Linked DNA regions of Mus musculus: all the other regions are linked to region 3. A link is a contact called in public targeted proximity ligation data. All regions are on one chromosome and are shown on one strand. The core of a region is the stretch at or near the end of the contact, and the rest is flanking DNA. Distances in the headings are between cores, read along the strand shown.

Region 1 (3,809 bases), core at 299-2,798, 450 kb before region 3:
TGCCTGTGTGTGTGGGGTGTCTTCCCAGGGTAGAAGGAGGTAAGGATGAGGGGGAGGGCAGCTCGGGACACTGATGAAGTGGTGGAGAGGCTGAAAAGGATTCAGGGGGAAGGAGGGGACTAAGGAAATCTACAAGAGGAGAAAGCAGTTTCTCATGACTGAACCCCTCTCTGCTCACCTCAGCTATGGGGAGATGAGAGAACTGGCCTCCCCTGGGACGCCTCCCTGGGCTGGAGGCCAGCCAGCTTTCCTCCTGCTCCAAGGCTCCCTAGTGTGAGGGCAGTGCACTTTCTCTTTCTCTCTCTCTCTCTCTCTCTCTCTCTCTCTCTCTCTCTCTCTCTCTCTCTGCATGGACACCTGCTTCTCTGCTTCTCTACTGAGTCTCCTTGCCTTCTTCCCTGCTCACAGCTTTCCCACTCTCCCTCCCATCCCCCAAGCCCTCCCATTACATAATGTCCCTTCCCACCTGACATTTCTGTACCTGATGTCACTGTAGGGTATGGGGTGACCAACACACCTGGGACCTAAAATGGACAGAGGAGATGACACCTTTCTGGTCTTTCTGGTCATGGACCCCTTCATCCCAGTACTGGTCTCTGAATCTTTGATGAGCTCTTTTCTAGTCCTCCCGAGAGCCCACGAAGGCAGACCAACTCCCACTCAGTTCAGCAGCTTCCAGCAGAAGAGGGCTATCATGTAGTTTGGTTCTGTGGATGAGTATATAACTTAGATTCCTGACTGAATGGTGTATGGCCAGGATGAAGCTAAGAGCTGAGGTATGTAGATGAAGAGAGAGTTTAGCTGTCAGGGCCTGTGCAGAAGCCCCACCCCCTGGCTGTGGTGTTCTCCTGGGAAGATTTGTTGATAACAGAAAGCACCTAAGACCCGGGCTTTTCTGGATAATGCAGAGGCCTTATCCCTTGACCGCTCTAGATCTCCCAGAAAGCTTCTGTGCTGGCTTCTGATGTTCCTGGGGCACTGGCACACAGAGCCGCATGTGTGCTTTGAGCCCCCGGGGCATGACTGCACGGGCAGTTTTTAAATGGAGTAAATGCTGTGAGTCTGGGTTCCTGAAACATTGTTGATGGTTAGTTGTTTTCTTTCTAGAATGTAGGGATGTGTGTGTGTGTGCATGCATGTGTTGACTATATGATCATATCTAGTGTTTTATGGCTCTGTGAATTTCTGGGTCTAGGAAGCATTGAGGTGACTGTTGAATGTGTGCAGAAGGTGACATCTTATGTCTGATTAGAAACTCTTGCCATGGGCTTCCAGCGGTGTGGGTCTGGCCAGCATGCTATGCATAGTCAGCTCCCAATTTACCAGTGTGGAAAAGAACAATTGGTCTATACCAGTCTTGGGCAACACTGGAGCCTGCTTTAGTCCCCTTTGCTTCTCAAAACCTTTCTGGATGCTGTCAAGTTACAGATGTGGAGTGTTATCCTGGGCACCAAGGCTGGCATGCCTTCTTCTGGGAGGGCTAGAGAGTTTGCTTGCCTGGCAGAGCTGTGGGAAGCGCCTCCGGAGCGTGGCCGGAGGGGCGGGGCTTGGCAGAAGCTCCGCCTCCAGCACCCGACCTCCTCGTAAACCAAGCCCTCTGTCCCCGCCCGTGCGGGAGCAGTGGTGCTGGGGAGAGAAATGTCTCCCTGGGGTAATTACTGCAGCCCCAGCCCAATAAACCATTCATCCTTTCCCTCTTCTGCCCAAGAAGTGTCTCTCCACCCTGGTTCCCCCCCACAGTATAATAAATGCCCTTCGGCTTTAACAGGTCCGCCCAGCACAGTAAACTGGCTGCAGTGTGAGAACAGCTGGATCATAAATCCTGGGGGAGGCCGGGGCTGGGAAGCGGGAGGGCTGGGGCGCGGGCGCCCATTTGTACCTCGCCGGCCCCTGCCCTTGGCCGCCCGCGGAGGCCTGTCTTTGTGCGTTTACCGCCATGTTTCCCTGGCTGCCTCGACTCCTGTGGCGGGGTCTGCCTCTCCGGTCTGGGGCTTTGTGTGCAGTTGGGTGCCTCGCGACCCGCGCGTGGGTGTGGGGTCTAGGTGTGCGTCACTTGGAGCTGGGTCTCCTTGTAAGGGCTGGGACTTGGGTTGTTGGCACACATCTCAGATCTCTCCGGCTTTCCTGTCTAACCCGGCACCTGGCTTGCTGCTGTTCCGGTGCTATAGAAGCAGGAATGGCGCTGTCCATGGTGATGAGCGTGCTGATGGCTTCCAGCAGGAAAGCCGGCAGGAAGGGCCTCCTTTTTAGACCTGGCAGATTTGGGACCAGACTCCATGTAGATGGAGTTTCCTTCCCTGGTGTTAAAGGACCAAACAGCCTGATGAAATAGCCCTCTCCCGGGGAGGCCCTGGAACCCGGGGGTCAGGGAGTGTGTAGAGGAAGGTCAACATCTCTGCTCCCCAAACCCAATCTCCCAAATTCAACGTGCAGCTTGTGAGTGAAAGGGAGAGGGAGGACCCTGGGTATTATGGTTGTCATGGAAACAGCCGATTTTCTGGAGTGCTGCAGTGTTGGGAGCTGAGAGACTGTACTGGCTGAGGCATAGCCACTTGGCTCTGCTCTCCAGGCCCAGCCCTTACTAGGCAGTCAGGTAGCCTGCAGTGAGTATGGAGGTGATGCTCTCTGTGTACCTCTCACTGGGACCCGAAGGCCCAGCCTTCCTCACTGTACCTCTAGGGTCTAAGGTAGAAGGCACACCTGAGCCTGCAGGGCCAAAGCTGCTCTCCCCCCCGTCTGCTGGGGTGCTTTCCAAACTACAGGCTGCAAAAAGATGACAATTTTAGACATCCACGTGGTTTCTCCATGTCTGCCCTGCCCCTGAGGTCCCTCCCCATTCTTACTCTGTCAGGAGGGTAGGAGACAAGGAAGAAGCTCAGGGAAGAGCAGGGGACCAGTGCCTTCTCTTGCTCTAGTCTCACCAGTTCTGATGCCAGACTGAAGCCCCCCTTCCCTTCCCAGCCTCTCAAAGCACTCAGAAGTCCCCTCCCTCTCCTGGGGACCTAGAGTTCCTTGATGGATCCCTCTTTCCACCAGACTGCCCAGACTACTAGGGGCCCACTGGGTGAGAGACCCCGGGTCCCTGCTTCCCCTAGACCAGAGTTCTCCACTGTGTTCCCTACTGGCTTGCTGCAGGCTTCCATGCCCAGTCTCCATCTGCATCCCTTTCTCCCTGGCTAGGTCCTCCCTTGAACTCCTTTCCCCATCTCAAGAAGTGCCTTGAGAAGAGTCGTTAGTAGCTGATCATTTAATCAGGCACTTTATGCATCTCATCTGCTCTGGTTATGTCCTAAAGAATGCAGGATGAGTCTCTCCCCTTCCCTTTCTGCAGGCCCAAGAGTCTAGTCCTTCAGGACTCCCAGCAAGGCTCCCTTCCCGGAAACTGGGTGACCAGCCCCCCTCCCACTCCCACCTCCACCCCCAGGGAGCTCAGTCAGCCGCAGGAGGGAACATGGCGACTAATGGGGTTTATTTTGGGGCTGAGATCGTTAGGGACCTAACACCCGCCCCCGGCAGCCGGATGGCGAAGAGGAGAGAGGGTGGGGTGGGGGAGGGCTGGGAGAGGGAGCCTACATCTCAGGCTCCCACTCTCCCGCTTCCCTTACCTACATCCCTCTCTGTCCTTCTCTGTCCATCTGTCTCTCTGCCTCCTTCCTCCTCTGGCTGTCAACTTTCCCCATGTCCCCCCACCCCCCTCCCGTGTTTGCCGCCTCCTTTCTGGGCAGGGTTCCAGGCCTCTGGGCTTTGGCACCCAGGTACCCTTGCCTGAGGGTGGAAGCAAGGATCCCTGGACAGACCAGGAAGATTCC
Region 2 (3,460 bases), core at 512-3,011, 420 kb before region 3:
TGGCCCTTCCCTGGCAGTGAGTCAAACTTGAGCCTCCAAGAGTAGGAAGACGGCGTCAGAGGCACCAGGAGCAGAGGGCATCTTCTGGGGTCAGTCCGGAAGATGAGGTATTATTGGCTGGATCCTGAGTGTGTGTGGGCTAGCCACAGGGAGCCTGTTCGGAATAGAGGGCAAAGGTCAGGAGACAAGAGGTAGTGTGGATGGGCAGAGAGGACCTAGATGAGCTCAGCAGTCATAGGGAAGGAGCTCCTGCTATGATTAGGCCCACGCTGTTACTATTGGACGGGCCCCAAGCTTTCCTGTGCGGTTTGCACTGCGCAGGGATGAGGACATTGGAAATGGGAGGAGCGTGGGAGTAGAAAAAGCACCGTGTTACCACGTAGACTGGAGAGGCCACCCGGCCAGGCTTTGGTCAGTCTGAGGACAGGCACTTTAGGGAGGACATGTCCCTAGCATGGGTCTCCGGTGATGGCCAGCTGATTGCAGATCATAAGCCAGGTTAGGTTAGGCTTTGACGCTGGAGTTCTCAGTAGTGGCTCGGTCTGTGATGGAAAAGGTGGAAGGCAGAGCTGGCAGAGGGTGCGAGCCAGGCCGGGCCAGTGGATGGGAATGAAGCGTTGCCAGGCGCAACGGGGCCTGAGGCTCACTTCCTTAGTTTATTTATTTTGGTTATTTGAGACAGAGCCTCACATACCCTAAGCTGGCCAGAACTTGCTATGTAGTTGAAGATCTTTGAAACGATCTTCCTGCCTCCACCTCCTGAGTGCTGGAATCACAAGCATGTGCCACCATGCATGGCAACATTCTAGATTTATAGAGGTGCACATGTCTGTAGTCACACAGCAATTCAGTTGATACACCTGGAGCCTCCAGGTTGGCTTCTCAGGTGAGTGAGCAGCCTGCCAGCCTCCTAGAGGCATGAGAGTGGTGGCCCAGACATTCCTGACCCCTTTCCTGGCTTCGGGGAGCCACCGAAGGGACTGGCCAGTTCATTTATTCACCTCTCTTGGAAGTCCTGCCCTCTCTAGGCCCCAGTATCCTCATCTCCTAGAAGCTGGGGTCGAGGGTTGGGATGTATTAGTGGGAGAGCTGGAGTGCTTTGCCCGGCATCCATGAGGTCTTGATTTCCATCAGTGGAACTGGGCAATCCGCTCTTGGGTCAGCATTTCACATGGCTAAGTCTGTGGAGGGCTAGGCACTCTTAGGCTGTAAACTTCACGGCGTAAGGGAACCTGAGGGGAAGTACGCCTGAGACGCTTGGTAAGGTCCCTCCTCCTTCAGTGGCAAGGGTCTGCTGTGGCCTCCGTGAGATGGATGGAGCTGCTGGAGGAAAGGCTCAAGAGGTGTGTGAGAAGTTAAGCCCCCAAGAAGGCGGGGGTAGGCAGAGCAGAGAAGGCTCTGGATGTGAGACTTGGCCTGGCTGCTGGATCTGCTAAAGGAAGCCCTGGGATGATTAAGAGAGAGGGGTGGAAAGACTGTGGGTGCGGACAACCAAGAGAAGTGCTCAGGTAGGGATTGGGCGTAGACTGAGCTGGAGGTAGAGCCGGAGAGGAAATTTTCAACTCCATAGCCAAAAGGACCAGAGGCAACCTCCAAAGCCAGAGTTTGAGCCCTCCTTCCAGCCTAGAGCTGCTTATTCAGCTTCTATCTACCGGAGGTCAGAGGCTTGCAGAGCTTTGCTTAGTGAAGAGGCCCAGGAGGCTGATGGGAGTTGTAGTTGTTGACCCACAGATAGATGGGAGGTGTAGTTCATGCCCCCTGAAGGCCTAATGGGACCTGTAGTTCCCGCCCACAGGAAGCTGATGGGAATTGCAGTTTCTGCCCCAGGGTACTTGAGTTATTAGACTAAAAGAGAAGACAATACCCTCTCCCTATCACACGCCTTCCCAATTAGTTATCCTGGGCCCTGTTTTAGCTAGCGCGTCCCTCCCAGATGGCTGTGTATGTGTTTTCTTTTCTTTTTTTGCTTTCTCCTTCTTTCCGTTGTTTTATTATTGTTTGAACAATAATAAGAGGGCCAGAAGCAGTCATAACCTGGCCAGGTTCTGGCGGTCCATGGGGGTTCTGGGGAGGGGGTGGGGGGAAGTCAGTGGGGGTCAGAGGTGGAGGGTGAAGAAAGTGGAGAGTTAGGTTTAGCTCAGTAATCATATGACCTCCGCCCTCACTCACTCTCCGTCCTCCCTCCCTCATTCCCAATCCTCCCTACCTCCATGCATCTTCTGAACTTTTCACCACCTCCCAGAATCCTAAGGGACAAACCCAGCTCCAGTGTGTCTGATCCTCCCTGCCCACTGTTCCACACAAGCATTCCCGGTTAAAGTTTCCTCCCATGGCCCTCTGAAATTAGCCCCAGGTCCTTTCCACGGCCAGCCTCCCCAACCCCACCCCCACCCCCGAGTTCACACTCACATAGACACGCCAGCCATCGTCTCTCCTTTCCATGGCCTCTCCACTGACCCTTCCTGTTCCCACGATGTCACTGAATGGTGCCACTCCCCAGACCTAACCCGCACACGCACTGTGTAAATTTCAGTCTCGTGTTCAATGAGGGGGAAGAGAGAGGGAGGAGAGAGATCTTTCTGGAGGAAGCAGGCTGTCCAGGGAGGGAGATGCCAAACAGATAGACAGAAAACGTTGTACGGAAAAGTTGTTTTTTCTTATTTTTTTTCGGGAGAACCCGCTTACACAGCTCTGTTTGTAATTTTTTTCTTCATGCTAAAATCACACGGCCTATTTGTTGATGTAAGTTGCCTGAATTCCGTGGTATGCTATCTTCTTTTTTAAAAACAAAAGCAAAAAAAAAAAAAAGCAAAAAGAAATATATATAAAAAAAACCCTAAAAGATATTGTTGTTAGGTTTGTTTAAATGCTGCTGTTGTATGTTTTTAAAGCCTTAAACCAGTAGAAAAAAAAAAAATTCCGTTTCTTTTCAATTTCCTTTCCTTTCTGTTCCGTTTGGTTTCTTAAGACGAAACAAAAAGACCAAAACCCAAAGTCACAGAGCCCGCGCGTGGGGTGCCCAGGGCATCCGAGCCGCAGCCCGCTTAAAGCGCAGGCGCTGGCCGGCTGGCGGGCGGGCCCGGCCCGCGTAGTCTCCGCCAAAGCCAATTGAACCGATTTGGGTGTGAGGCTGTTGTTTCTCTCTCTGTGCCGGCCGCCCGCGCCCTGGCCCTCGCTGACGCCCTCTCTTCTCTCTTCTCTTTCTTTTCCTAGGAGGAGAGTTAATATTGCCCATTATCACGGAGGACTCCTTAGACCCTCCTCCCGTGGCCACCCGATCCCCCTTCGTGCCCCCACCCCCCACCTTCTACCCCTTTCTCACGGGCGTGGGTGCCACCCAAGACACCCTGCCTCCGCCCGCCGCGCGCCGCCCGTCCTCGGGGGGCCCGTGTCAGGCCGAGCGCGACGACAGCGACTGCGAGGAGCCCGTGGAAGCCTCGGGCTTCGCCTCCGGGGAGGT
Region 3 (3,756 bases), core at 181-2,680:
CACCAGTTCTGGGATTATAAATATAAACCACCACACCCAGCTCAAGCCACCATGCTGTGTCTGTTGAACCAGGTGGTGGGGAGGATACTTTAGCACGTACATACTCCAGTCTCAGAAAAATAAAACGGATGAGTGATGACAGTTCTTGACACTGTCTCACAAGGAAGGCACAATAGGGGACGCAGACCATTGTTTTCCAAGACCCCTGCAAAGACACAGCAAGACACCTCTCTATGTAAGGGTTGCTATGAGACCATGTGATAGTTATAGCTTATGTCCGTATTTTATGAAAGACACTGTAAACTTTTTGTACACTAAAGACTTCATTACATGCACTGTACTAGGATTTGTGGAAGTTAACCGATTTCTCACAAAAGCCCTCCGAGTTCTCTGCATTCACAAAGGAGGGACTAAGGCTGTGGAACAGATAACAGGCCAGAGAGTCACACCTCTTCCACTCCCTGACCTCTGCAGGCGCAGGGGCTATGGAGACTCGGAGTCGCCACAGTTCGTACCCAGCGGGGACCGAGGAGGATGAAGGGATGGAGGAGGAGCTTAGCCCTTTTCGAGGACGCTCGCGTTCGGCTCCCCCCAATCTCTGGGCAGCGCAGCGCTACGGCCGTGAGCTCCGAAGGATGAGCGATGAGTTTGAGGGTTCCTTCAAGGTGAGCGCCAGCGTTAGGTGCGATGGGACCTGAACCCTCAGCTGCTACCCCTCCTTTGATCTAGGGCATGTCGGGATTTCTAGTTTCAGAGCCACCAATTTTCCCTTTTGTGTTGTAGAGCATGCTGGGACTTGCAGTTCTAATCCGTCCTCTCTCAGTGTCCAGTGATTTGCTGGGATTTCCTCCCTCTTCCTCCTTTGTCCAAGACCCCGTCCCCAGTCCCGGTTTATGCCTTCACCTGTAATCGAGAGCTCTTACAGCCGGACCGCTATGAGAACCGAAATCTGTAGTACAGACCAACTTCACACCAAAGTTTCTGAACCGCCAGGTTCATAGAGTACGAGGCTTGCTGGCATCTGAGCCTCTCCCCAACTTCTTAAGCTACTTTAAATTGTTGAGTTCTTCCCCATCCTCTAAACACTAGATCTCTGGCTGTGCAGTTTCATTTAGGATCCCGGCACACGCATCATCCCGTGTCTCTGACCGCCCAGTGCAGAGCAAGCTGGTGGTGGGGACCTGATTCGGGATGCCAGAATGAGGCTCACTCTTTCCTCCTCCTTCCCTGAAGGGACTTCCTCGCCCAAAGAGCGCAGGCACTGCAACACAGATGCGACAAAGCGCCGGCTGGACGCGCATTATCCAGTCCTGGTGGGATCGAAACTTGGGCAAAGGAGGCTCCACCCCCTCCCAGTGATCTTCTGCTCCACATCCCGGAACTCTACCCGCTCCCGTCGCCCGCCATATTGGGTGTGGGCGGAAGTCTTTCGAGGCCTTAGGAAAAAAAAAGAGGATCGCTGTGTCCCTTTAACAGGGAGAAGAGCTGACGTACAGCTTGAGTCCCTTCCGGTGCGTGCAATAGCCACGGAGGGGTGGCTCCTGTTTGGAGTTTCAAAGTTTTCCACGCACCCCACCCCCTAAGCCTCCGGAAGTGGCTGTTTTCCCTCTCCTGTTCTGGACTGCCCTCGGGTGCCTGTGCTAAGTTGGGGGTCTGGGTGCTGTCCTGTCATAACTGGGGACCCGAGGTCGCGAGAAACGTGCTTTATAATAAAGCCTGCGCATGTGCCGCCGCGCCTCTATCCTTCGTTTGGGGTTCCGCAATCCGGATCTCTATCCCTGATAGTTTTAAGAGAGACTCGTTTTACCGGAGGAAGAAACAAGCTCTAAGGACTGAGAGGAAGAAGAGGCAACCCGCGGAGTCGGGCTGCTTGGCTTGGGTGGGGAAGAGGAGCGTGGCTAGACCCTTGGGACTGCCAGCCCCTTATCTCTAATATGGTAATTGGGAGCCGCAGTCCAACCGGCCGCCGGAATTTAGCGTTCTGCAAACCATGTCGCGGCTCCCGGGGGGCAGGCGGGAGGGGGGTCATTTGCTCCTATTTGGGTCAGTCCTTGTGAGCAGCTACTGTTTGACCGGCCTGGGGCCAGCGCAGCTCAGGGACCTGGCAAGACACGTGGGGCGGGGCGGCGCGGGGCGGCAGACTGATCGCTAGGGAACGTAGAAGCTTCTCACAGGGACCTGGAGCAGGGCCCAGAGCTCCGTTCAGAGATTTATTGGCGCCCCATAGCCCAGGCTAGTGCTTTGCGCTGGATATGCAGATAAGTTGCGCCACAACTCTTTGCTTCCCGGAACATGGGAGGGGGTGGCCCCACAACAGGGCCTCAAGGAGTAGGTCAGACTTGAAGGTGAGGCTATGTCTGGAACTGACACTCTCTGCAGATGGACACACCAGGATCTTGGGACTTAGTTTGTTTTTTGAGGGCCCAACCCACATGGAGTGTTTGGGAAAATGGAGGTCAGCCAGTCAGCGATATAGGACATGGGATCCGGAAAAGTGGCAGATCTGGAAACTTGACACGGACTGACTGACAGCTGAGGAAGGTGACTTGGGCAATGGCAGGAATCTCAGGGAGAGCTGAGGCCTTAGCCCTGGGAAGCCCAACCCAGGCCACCCAGTTTCTCTGGCTTTCCTACCCGATCTGTTTGCCTGGGGCTGCAACAAAAACAAAGCAAAGCAAACACTTCATTGGCAGGAGATAAGCCCAGATAAGAGGCTGCCTTCCTCCGAGGGGGGAGCAGCCAGTCCCCCACCGGCCAGGAAGCTAGGAGAGGCCTTGAAGGAGTGCCAGCCTGCCCCAGCTGCAGAGCTTGGCCCATTCTCTTGCCACAGGGTCTCTGGTGTTCCTGGCTGGTCCCAGGCTCAGAGCATGTCCTCCGGCTGGTGAAGGCCATATAGCACAGAGCTAACACGCAGGCCATCCTGCCTTCCAGCAGGTCTCCACTTAGCTATGGCCCAGTAAATGCATCTTCCATTCGGGGCCTGTTTCCATATCTGTAAAACAGGCAAAACATCTCCCTCATAGGGATGAGAGGGCCACAGGGCATCAGCAGAGTATCCTAGCCCTGCCAGCAATAGCCCTTAAGACTATCAAGTTCCTTTCTCTCTTAAGAGCTATGGACCCTTCCCACTAATCTGAAAATTCAGCTTCAATCCTTAGTGGGGCCCTCAGCAGCCCTGGTAGAAGATGCTGGGTGCTTGGGTCATATCAGGCAACAGGAAGGGGTGGGGAGTAGGGAAGGCTTCCTAAAGCAGGGTCTGAGCCTGAACAAAGAGAGATGGGGAAAGGCTGAGGGAAAAGAGATTAATGGGTTTGGGAAACTTAGGGGCTCGGGACAGATGTTGGAAGGCCAGAAGCTACCTCTGACAGGGACTAAGGTCACCACAGACCTTAGGCAAGGCAGCCAAGTTCAAACCTTGAAATAGATAGAAATCTGACCACAATGGCATAACCCCATTTTACAGAGGAGGAGACTGAGGCCCCAGAAAAATGGCAGTACCAGAACTAGAGCCCAGAGTGTTTTCATCCAAACTACACTGTACACAGGGTCCCTGAAGTCCACTTTTATTCATGTAAAAAACAAACAAACAAACAAACAAAACTCCCCAAATATAAAGGGTTGCTTTCTACTACCCAGAACTCCAGGGTTCCACTAGCTGCTCCTTGGGAATCGGGGAGTACCTATCTTAGGTGAATGTTATGGGGTACAAGCCCTAGCCCTTTCCCTAGGCCTGAAGTTAGAAGGGGAGGCTGAGGA

What was found.
Region 1: a targeted proximity ligation map of forebrain shows a contact between it and region 3, with 7 times the contacts expected there. A contact is called at or near these places in 12 of 39 promoter capture datasets (the 3T3-L1 cell line, the C10 cell line, Sertoli cells and 6 more), 1 of 484 Hi-C or Micro-C datasets (the STO cell line) and 23 of 130 datasets of targeted methods (the 230-238 cell line, the NIH/3T3 cell line, bone marrow-derived macrophages and 14 more).
Region 2: a contact with region 3 is called in a targeted proximity ligation map of embryonic stem cells, with 3 times the contacts expected there. A contact is called at or near these places in 8 of 39 promoter capture datasets (the 3T3-L1 cell line, 3T3-L1-derived adipocytes, the C10 cell line and 4 more), 11 of 130 datasets of targeted methods (embryonic forebrain, embryonic midbrain, embryonic stem cells and 4 more) and 1 of 9 other capture datasets (adipose tissue).

The regions. Positions count from the first base shown.
Region 1 is chr19:6,500,608-6,504,416 of GRCm38.p6, forward strand. All of the region lies in intron 17 of Nrxn2 (neurexin II), which reads left to right. Among named protein-coding and RNA genes, the nearest start is that of Gm52381, 5.3 kb to the left of the region's middle.
Region 2 is chr19:6,528,055-6,531,514 of GRCm38.p6, forward strand. Nrxn2 (neurexin II) reads left to right here. Exons shown (of 23, transcript NM_001205234.2): 23 at 3,214-3,460. Among named protein-coding and RNA genes, the nearest start is that of Slc22a12, 13 kb to the right of the region's middle.
Region 3 is chr19:6,950,166-6,953,921 of GRCm38.p6, forward strand. It overlaps Bad (BCL2-associated agonist of cell death), which reads left to right. Exons shown (of 4, transcript NM_001285453.1): 3 at 475-665; 4 at 1,234-1,740. The coding sequence ends at 1,359. Plcb3 (phospholipase C, beta 3) reads right to left here. Exons shown (of 31, transcript NM_001290349.1): 31 at 3,548-3,756. Among named protein-coding and RNA genes, the nearest start is that of Bad, 9.5 kb to the left of the region's middle.